Regions from separate parts of the Mus musculus genome. Here region 1 is linked to region 2. A link is a contact called in public capture Hi-C data. All regions are on one chromosome and are shown on one strand. The core of a region is the stretch at or near the end of the contact, and the rest is flanking DNA. Distances in the headings are between cores, read along the strand shown. Region 1 has its middle 26 kb from the start of Gm31678. Region 2 overlaps Manba (mannosidase, beta A, lysosomal).

Evidence for each region. Capture Hi-C pulls out chosen DNA fragments and counts their contacts.
Region 1: a contact with region 2 is called in a capture Hi-C map of embryonic stem cells, with 7 times the contacts expected there. The contact joins two enhancer-like sites. A contact is called at or near these places in 1 of 115 datasets of contacts at active chromatin or transcription factors (embryonic stem cells) and 1 of 9 other capture datasets (embryonic stem cells).

What each region holds. Positions count from the first base shown.
Region 1 is chr3:137,825,807-137,830,722 of GRCm38.p6, reverse strand. No RefSeq gene overlaps it. Among named protein-coding and RNA genes, the nearest start is that of Gm31678, 26 kb to the right of the region's middle. Within about 2 kb of position 2,857, at least 32 of the 459 cell types and tissues checked have an H3K27ac peak or open chromatin away from gene starts, as enhancers often do. A contact at or near this core is called in embryonic stem cells, where this site is marked.
Region 2 is chr3:135,502,982-135,508,101 of GRCm38.p6, reverse strand. It overlaps Manba (mannosidase, beta A, lysosomal), which reads right to left. Exons shown (of 17, transcript NM_027288.3): 2 at 1,099-1,193. Among named protein-coding and RNA genes, the nearest start is that of Manba, 20 kb to the right of the region's middle. Within about 2 kb of position 2,376, at least 43 of the 459 cell types and tissues checked have an H3K27ac peak or open chromatin away from gene starts, as enhancers often do. A contact at or near this core is called in embryonic stem cells, where this site is marked.

The sequences.
Region 1 (4,916 bases), core at 1,608-4,107, 2.3 Mb before region 2:
CTGAAGATAAAGTGAGAACATAATCCCAAAATGCCTATGGTGGTGAGTTTTGAAGATGGGGCCTTTGGAAGTCAATAAGATTAGATGGTTCACGGCAGAGGAGGCTGTAGAGGCATGGAGATTCATGGTAGTCTGCTAGCTCTTTTCATCTCATAATTTTACTATGTTAGGGTCCAAGAAGCAAACCTCAAAAAGCCAAGGCTTTACCACAAACCTGGCTTCCCAGCTGCTGGGAAGGCAGAGGCAGGGGGATTGTTAAACAAGTGAAGGACTTGTTTGTGGGAAGCCTTAAGCTCAATTCCCATTACCCCCTTGCCTCCCCCAAAAGCCATTACAGGTGTCACAGCATATTTTTGTACTCAATAGGCTCTGAAGATGTGCCCTACACATTACATTTATGCATTCAGAGTCTGGGTGAGCAGAGGGGTGGTGCTCCAGGAGTACATGCGTGTATCAGTACACGTGGAGGTCAGGGAACGACTTGTGGGGGTCACCACGTCAGTCTCAGGGGATCAAACTTAGGTCATCAGGCTTATTAGTGACATGTACCTTTGCTGAGCCATCTTACTAGCCTAAAATTTCTATCTTGTAAATTACTCAGTCTCTGGTATTACAACAACAACAACAACTTGTTAACGACCTTTGTGAGCCGTATCAAAATATCTGACAGAATCAACCTCATAAGTGAAAAGGTTTGTTTTGGCTTCTGGTTTCATAGTAGTTCGACTCTGTGGTGACTGGGCTGGTGTGGAGGCAGTGCACACTGATGGCCTTGTTTGGTGGAAGAAATTGTTCAAGCCCTGGCAGCTGGAAAGTAAACAAGAAGTGTGTGGAGCGAAAAGGATAAGGATCCAACATACCCTTCATGGTCATGTTCCTTGAGGCCCAACTACTTCCAACGAGACTCAATCTCGCACAGTTTGAACTGTCTAAGGGCACCAAAAGCTGAAGAACAAGTTTTTAAAACATGGGCTTCAGGCAGTACTTTTAGATCCAAAGTATAACATGGCTTACGATAGTGGTTTTTTGTTTGTTTGTTTGTTTTGGGTTTTTTTTTTGTTTTTGTTTTTTTTTTTGTTTTTTTTTTGGTTTTTTTTTTCGAGACAGGGTTTCTCTGTGTAGCCCTGGCTGTCCTGGAACTCACTTTGTAGACCAGGCTGGCCTCGAACTCAGAGATCCACCTGCCTCTGCCTCCCGAGTGCTGGGATTAAAGGCGTGCGCCACCACGCCCAGCTAAGATAGTGTTTTTGATAAAACAGTAATGATAAAGACTATTCCTCAAGGAGCTGGAGGGCTGGTGAAGAAGTTAAGAGTGTGCTTTGCTCTTCCTGACGACCTGAGTTTATTTCCAACCACTCATGAAATTGAGTGGCTCACAGCTTCCTGTATGTAACTCTAGCTCTAAGGGATCCGACACCCTCTTCTGGACTCTGTGGTCACCTACACATATACTAGACATACTTACACAGAAACAAAGGCGTGCAAATAACTCCTTAAGAAATATACCACATTTCCCAGGATTGTCCCAGTTTGCTTTCTGTTGCTGTGCTAAATACATTGACTAAAAACAACCTGGGGAGGAAAGGGTTCATTTCAAGCCTCTAGATTACAGTCCTTCATCAAGAGATGCCAAAGGAAGAACTCAGGCAGGAGCCTGGAGGCAGGAGCTGAAGCAGAGACCCTGGAGGAACGGTGTTAGTTGGGTTGCTCAGCCTCCTTTCTTACCCAGCTCAGGCCCAGTAGCCTAAGGACAACACTTCCAATAGTGGTCTGGGCCTCCTGCGTCAACAAGCATCAAAGAATATACCTCCCCAACTTGGCCACCATCCAGTGTGAGCTTGGGCAATTCATTAGCTGAGGTTCCCTCTTCCCAGTTGACTATGGATTTGTGTCAAGTTGGCATCCAAAGCTGACAGCGACAGGGATCATTTGCACGTTTGTTACAAGAGAAGAATCTGTGAATGTGCAGAGAGCAGAAACCACGAGGAGGAGGCGTGAGGGTCTCTCCTCAGGCTCTTGGCATTGCTGGGGACATTAGAGAATGCGGTCTGCGTGGCTTTGAAGAAAATACCAACCAAACAAAACCAATAATGATTGTTGATCAAGAAGGCAGATGAGGGGCTGGTGAGATGGCTCAGTGGGTAAGAGCACCCGACTGCTCTTCTGAAGGTCCAGAGTTCAAATCCCAGCAACCACATGGTGGCTCACAACCATCTGTAACAAGATCTGACGCCCTCTTCTGGAGTGTCTGAAGACAGCTACAGTGTATATATAATAAATAAATCTTAAAAAAAAAAAAAAAGGCAGGTGAGAAAGGCCACAGATCCTTAAGGCTTGGGCTATGGTAATGGCTTACAACTGTAAACTCATTAAATTACGTAGACTAAGGAGGCGCAGCTCTCTGTGTGTCAATCATAGTTCAGTAAGGTGGTTTGTAAAGCCAGAATTTCCTTGAAAGCATCTGGGCTGTGGTTCCCACCTGCCTCTCCTTTTATGGGCTCTTTTCCCACCTCTGGAGTTGTTAAAATTCGTAAGATTTTTGTTAGTGTTTAAAGCTGTCTTGTGGCAAATTTCAGGGAGACACCCTGGCCTCTGCTAGTGCTTCGACAAAGCAGTGTAATGGGGATTTTATAATCTGCAAGGTTTCAGTGTAAGCAGAGCATCGAGATCAGTGATTGTCGCCATGATTTATAACCTTCTCTAAACATCGCCCCCTCCCCCAGCTGCCTCCTCCTCGAGGGCCCAAATGTATTCTTCCTTCCTGGAGGCCTGTGTGTTTAGAGGATCTGCTAACTCACTGCCTTGCTTGTGTCTTGACACGCGCAGTCCCTGCTGTCTAGGGTGCCTTTTTATCGCTCACCCTTCCGGGTTTGGAGCAGATCTCCCCCGCCTCCCCCCTGATTTCTAACTCCTCTGTCTAGTGTCTGTGATGGACATTCATGGATTTGTTCTCTAATCTCTCCGGCTTTTGTCGTCAGTAGCAGGGGCTGTCAGACAGTGCCTCTGCTGTAGCCTGTTTTCTGTTGCTATAACAGAACTCCAGAGACCCATTTATAAAGCTAAGAGGTTTACTTTTGACTCTTGTGGCTCTGGGAGGCTGCAAAGCTTGTGAGCGGGCAGCCATGTCTGGTGAGAGCCGAGCCGTGCGTTATTTTTATCACAGCCTCTCTCTCTCTCTAACTAATCCAATCCTGTGAGAATGAGAACTCACTTTTAGGAGAAGAAAAGTAGCAATCCGGTTAAATGACCTCCCCTTAATACTGCTGCTTTGTGGCCTGAGTCTTCACTCATGAATTTTGGTGGACACAACCTGCCTTCAAGCTACTGCAGAGCCCAAAGCCTGCTTGTTAGATCTGAGCCTCTGGCCTTCAGACCAGAGAAGTGCTTCCAACTAGCAATAACTGAGACGTGCAGCACATAAAGCCTCCAGGATTTGCTGCTTGGCCCTCTAGAGAAAGGGAGAAAGGGTTTTTGTTTGTTTGTTTTGTTTTGTTTTGTTTTGTTTGCCAGCTTTTAGTCCATAACAAATCTCTCTTCTCATCCACTGAAAACTTAAGACTCAGGGCTGGGGATGGCTCACTAGTCTTTTCCTAGCATACAAGAGGCTCTGGGTTTGATAGCTGTTCTAGTTTGCTTTCTATTGCTGTGATAAAATGCTGACTAAACAGGGTACATTTCAGCTTACAGGACTGTAGTCCAGTGCTGAGGTGAGAATTGACCCCGGGATCAATGAGGAGCGCTGCTCCCTGCCTTGCTCCCATGGCCTGCTCAGCTTGCTTGCTTATACAACCTCTCGGGCCCACTTGCCTAAGGGTAGCTGGCACCTCTCGCAGTACTGTCCCATTGAGAGACAGAATCTTTTAAGTTCAGACTCCATTTTAGGGAACTTAAACTCAGGTAACTAACAGGCCAGTACTATAAACATTGGTTTCCAAGTTACCTCCACAACAAGACCAGCATCTCCAGGTTAATCTCTCCCAACAAAACTGGAACCTAGCTCCAGCTTCTAGGCTAAGTCCAGCAAATCCAGCATTTCCAAGTTAATTGCCAACAAGCCTGCCCTCTGCTTAAGGACCACCAATGCAGAGGGAAGCAGAAATTAAGTTTATGATTTGATTCCCAGCACCAGCCAAAGTCCTTCTGCAAGTGAGCAAGGTGGCACAGGTCAGGAAGTACAGATGTCTGTGTTACGCATTCTTAATTTTTCCCTGCAGGTGCAGAGACATTCTTAATTTTTATCTAAGCCATAAGGCTATGACCTACTATGTTCACCAAGTACATTTTGTAAGGAGTACCTTGACTCTATAACATTGAAGGCTGCACTGATACTTGGTTCTGTCCTTTTATGTAGCTTGTTTTTGTTTTTGTTTGTTTGTTTGTTTGTTTTTGGTTTTTTGAGGCAGGTTTTCTCTGTGTAGCCCTGCTGTCCTGAAACTCACTCTGTAGACCAGGCTGGCCTTGAACTCAGAAATCTGCCTGCCTCTGACTCCCAAGTGCTGGGATTTAAGGCGTGCGCCACCACTGCCCGGCTCTTGTTTTGCTTTTAAACAGTAACCTCAAAATTAGATTACTTCTTGTAGAACCATGAATACAGCCATATGGATTAAAGAAAAACAATTTTTACTGAGAATTTTATACATGCATATAGTATGTTTTGATCACATCCAACTCCCATTCTTCCCTCCAGTCCTGCCCTTGTCTTCCTGACCACTTTCCCTTCCCAGCTTCAGCTTCATGTTTTGTTCTCTCTCCTTCCCCCTCCCTTCCTCTTTCATCCTCTTCCCCATCCCCTCACTGCCCCACTCCTTCTATCCTGAGTCCACTTAGCTCTGTCTGTGCATGGACTAGGACCATCTACTGATGGACAGGAGCCTCTCAGGAGTTGCATCCCTGGAGAAAATTGAATCTCCTTCCCC
Region 2 (5,120 bases), core at 1,127-3,626:
CACACACACACACACACACACATACACACATACACACACACACAACACACACACACACCACACACACACACACACACACACACCACACACACACACACACACACACACACACACACACATATACACACACACACAAGCACTGTGGTGGCGAGGGAGCCTGTGAAGATAACTTGGTCAGTAAGGTGCTCGCTTGCCATGGAAGCAGAAGAATTTGAGCACAATTTACAGACCAACATAAACGATGGGCACAGGCACAGCAGCACTTGCCGGCAAGCCCAGAACGGGGGAGGCAGAGACAGGAGGACCCTTGCGACTCATTGACCAGTCTAGCAAAATTGGAGAGCTCAAAGTTCAGAGAAACAAAAAGCAAAGTGGACAGTAATTGATTAAATCGCCTGGCATTTCTCCTTTGGCCACACACATACATACACACACGCACACACACATGCACACACACAGAATAACTTCACAAAAAGTACTGCTGATCAATACATCAATACATTCTCCAAGACACTGGGGAAGTCCAGGGCATTTATATAAAATGGGATTTAGGTGACTTCAGTATAACCACTAGAGCAATTATTCCCTAAAACGCAATGTCATGACTGATGAGCAGTGGCCCCATCCTCACATATAAAATGAAAAATAAATTACACAGTCACTTCGATAACACAAAAGTCTAATCTGATTTAACTCTGATTGATATACAACCTAAGCAGACATAAAGCATAAATGAAAATCTTGTCATAATACAGTATATAGCACATAGTATACATAATATAGTATATATAATATACTTTTAAAAAAATTTATTTAATGTAAGTACACTGTAGCTGTCTTCAGATACTCCAGAAGAGGGCATCAGATTTCATTATGGATGGTTGTGAGCCACCACATGGTTGCTGGGATTTGAACTCAGGACCTTTGGAAGAGCAGTCGGCGCTCTTAACCACTGAGCCATCTTGCCAGCCCTATAATATACTATATAGTACATAGTATCTATGGGCATAGTATATATACTATAGTATATATGGACATAGTATATATAGTATATATGGATGTAGTATATTAGTATAGTATATATAAAAATATACATACCTGAGATTAAAGGGGATTTTAAATTCCGTGCTGTAGGTCCAGTTATCTAAGGAAATCCATCTATAGTTCAGGTCATTAAATCTGTAGTAAGGATCCTGTTGGTACAAGATAAACATGGTAGCCAAATATGCTAAAAATAAACAATTGAAATAGGTAACAAACAATGACTATTGATCACCTAAAAATTAATGAACTCTTGGCCTAGGAAAGTCAGACGATTAACACTGAGAATGTGGGCTGTGGATCAGAGGCTGCAGATACGGCCCAGTGGTGGGATATGCAAGGCCCCGAGAACAGTGCCCAGTGCTGTAAAACGACGAGGATGTGGGAGAAAATTCCCAACAGTATGCGTGAAATGAAAGAGCTCTGCGGTACAAATAATACTCATTATCAGAGAACGTGTCCGGAGATAGATACCGGCTCCCTTTGTATTGATTGTTTTTTATTATATATTTGTTTATATGTGTGAGAGTGCTCAGGCATGCACCACCGTGGGTCTCCCTTCTCCCCAGGGCCATCGGCCATCGGCCCACGTGGACGAAGTGGGCAGAGTGGTTGAACAGGGTATTGGATGGCCTGTGAGTACAAAAGAAAATGAAGTCATTCCAGGATCAGTTTTAGGGAGACAGACCAACGTTTTTAGGGGTGAATCAATGGTTAGATAGTTTAGGGGAAAGGAGTAGGAAAATCCAGGATGGACAAAGGTCATTGGCTGAAGGCTAAACTGAGCCGCCTCATTAGCCTAGAGAGGCATCCCAGGAATCTCAGGTGCTTGCCGATCCAGTTCTTATCAGGAGAAAGGAAGCTGAACCTGTAATCTAACCAAAGACATTCCACAGATAGAGGGGAGATGGGGGACCGGGGTGGGGGTTGAACTCTCCGGAGAAGGTCAGAGAAGGAGAAGCCCTGCTGGTAAAGAGAGTCCACCATTTTGTGAGAGCTCAGAAGGCTATCTGGACAATGGTAGACTTTGACCTTAATTAGCAGGGCAACACTCCACAGCACCTATGTGGGTGGTCAGAGGACTCGGTGGGAGAATCAGTTCTGCGTTTCCGTTGTGTGGCGTCCGAGAACTGAACTCAGCCATCAGGCCTGGCAGCAAGCGCCTTCACCCACTGAACGGTCTCCAAGAGACTCTGGCTGCCTCTTTTAAGCCAAACATAGAACCTCCAAAGTCCTGGCAGTAAATAAAATCTGACCGCCCTGGGACACGTTTCCTTTCTCTCCCAGGGCCCAGTTCTTGCTCTTTGCTTCCACTACCCCGGATAGCCTCCAGGGGGCAGCACATCTCCTGCCCTCTACTGCCCAAAGTTCAGCAGAAACTCCCATTCCTTGGAGACCTTAAGCATTTCCAACCTACTTTTCACTACGCTTTCTAAGTGAGCGCTGCTGGGGGCTGAGTAGAGACCACACAGGCAGTAAGTACACTCACTGCCACACTCATAGGATCCAGCTTTCCTGGATTATCCATGTTAGCAAACTGCAGCCCGTGGGCTTGATTCTGTGTGGCAGCCAGTCAAGGGCCAAGCGCTGACAGACTTACTAGGAGTTGTGGATATGGACCAACAGGCAAAGCACTGTTGCAAAGGTCTAAAGATCTCAGTTTGATTCCCCAGCAACATCGTAAAAGCTGAATGGAACAATGCCTGGAAAGTAGCCCAACAGCTAAGAGCACTTGGTTTTTTTTTTTTTTTTCGGGGGACCAGGATATGATTCCCAGCATTCAACTGGTGGCTCACAATCATCTGTAATTCCATTTCCAAGGGATCCAAGGTCCTCTTCCAGCCTCCCTGGGCACTGGGCACACACTAAACACTAATGCAAATAAAATAAAAAAATTAAATCTATCCGTTTTTTTAAAGGACAAGGAGCCAAGCTTTGTAGCCCTCCTGGGCTGTTGACATAGCCGATAGCAAAGTCACAGTGACCCCGACTATAATACAAAGAGGAATGATTTATATAAATCTATTATCCAAGCCAATCAGTTGCTGTAGCACCAATTTTTTCCCTTTGAGACCTATTCCACTGGTGCTAGAGAGAAGACTCAACAGTTAATAGTTTTTGTTTGTTTGTTTTATTTTGTTTTTTGAGACAGGGTTTCTCTGTGTAGCCCTGGCTGTCCTGGAACTCACTCTGTAGACCAGGCTGGCCTTGAACTCGGTTAATAGTTCTTAGTACTCTTGCAGAGGACCCAAGTTTGGTTCCCAGTAGCCACATCAGGCAGCTCACAACCACCTGTATCTCCAGCCCTCTTCTAGCCTCTGTAGGTTCCTGGAGATGGGTGGTACACATAAACTCACACAAACTTAGTCATAGCTAGGAAGAAGGGATCACAAATGAGGAAATGCCTCTATCGGAGAGGCCGTTAGGAAGGTCTGTGGGGTACTGTCTTGATTAATGATTGATGTGGGAGCACTGAGCCCACTGTGGGCGGTGCTATCCCTAGACAGGTGGTCCTGCTTATATGAGAAAGTAGGCTGGGAGAGACACGAGGAGCAAACCAGTTAAGTGGCATTCCTCCTTCTACACTTCTGCTTCAGTTCCAGTAGACTGTGACTCAGGATGTGTGTGCTGACGACTTTATGTCAACTTGACACAAGCTAGAGTCATCTGAAAGGAGGGAACTTCAGCCAGGTGTGGTGCTGTACACCTTTAATCAGAGTACTTGGGAGGCAGATGCCAGTGCACCTCTGAGTTTGAGGCTAGCCTGGTCTACATGAGTCCCAGGGCATCCAGAGATACTAGGTAAGACTGTCTCAAAAAATAAAACAGGGCTGGTGAGATGGCTCAGTGGGTAAGAGCACCCGACTGCTCTTCCGAAGGTCCGGAGTTCAAATCCCAGCAACCACATGGTGGCTCACAACCATCTGTAACAAGATCTGACGCCCTCTTCTGGAGTGTCTGAAGACAGCTACAGTGTACTTACATAAAATAAATAAATAAATCTTAAAAAAAATAAATAAAATAAAATAAAATAAAACAATCCGGGCAGTGGTGGCGCACGCCTTTAATCCCAGCACTTGGGAGGCAGAGGCAGGCAGATTTCTGAGTTTGAGACCAGCCTGGTCTACAGAGTGCGTTCCAGAACAGCCATGACTACAGAGAGAAACCCTGTCTCAAAAAACCAAAAATAAACAAACAAATAAATAAATAAAAATAAAACAAACAAGAAGGAAGGAGTCACAATGGAGAAGACAGCTCTATAAGACTAGGTTGTAAGGCATTTTCTTATTATTTCTTAGTGGTTAGTGGGAGAAGGCCTAACCCATTGTGGGTGGAAATGGGTCAGAGCTGTTGGTCCTGGGTTCTATGATAAAGCAGGCTGAGCAAGGCACGTTGAGCAAGTCAGTCAGCAGCACTTCTCCAAGGCCTCTGATTCAGCTCCGGCTCCAGGTTCCTGCCCCGTTTGAGTCCCGGACCTGACTTCCTTGGATGGTAAGCTGTAATACTGAAGCATAGTCAAAAAATAAACCCTTCCCTCCCCAAGTTGCTTTGGTCATGGTGTTTCATCACAGCAACAGAACCCCTAAGATAGAGCTGGATGTCATCTCCTGGAGGGCAGTAACTCCAGGAGTAGAAGAAAAAGCCAGTGTTGTCCATGATCCTCTGCAATGAGAGTGGAATGGCCGTGTTTGACTGGTAGTGACCATCTGGGCAGCTGTCCAGGCTTCCCACCCATGAAGCAGCATCATAATGACTCCAGGGGAGTACACTGCCATCAAGGTTTCAACCTGCCACACATCGTTCCTAACTAGGGTAGCTTGATAAGCCACCTCGGGAGAGAGTAAGGTGAGCTTTAAAGCTACGAAACAGATTTGTATTTTAAGTTGTGCTTCGGGGTGAGACGCTGTCAACTGGTGTGTGGAAGTCCCAACTACCTTGCTTCCCTTTCTGCTGCTCTGAGCCGCCCCGGTGAAGAAACACAGAATAAATATTTAAGAACTCAGGCTGGAAGAGAAGCCCAGTTATTAACTTGCCCAAATGTCTTCACTCAGCCCTATTTATAACTCCGCACTGTGGAC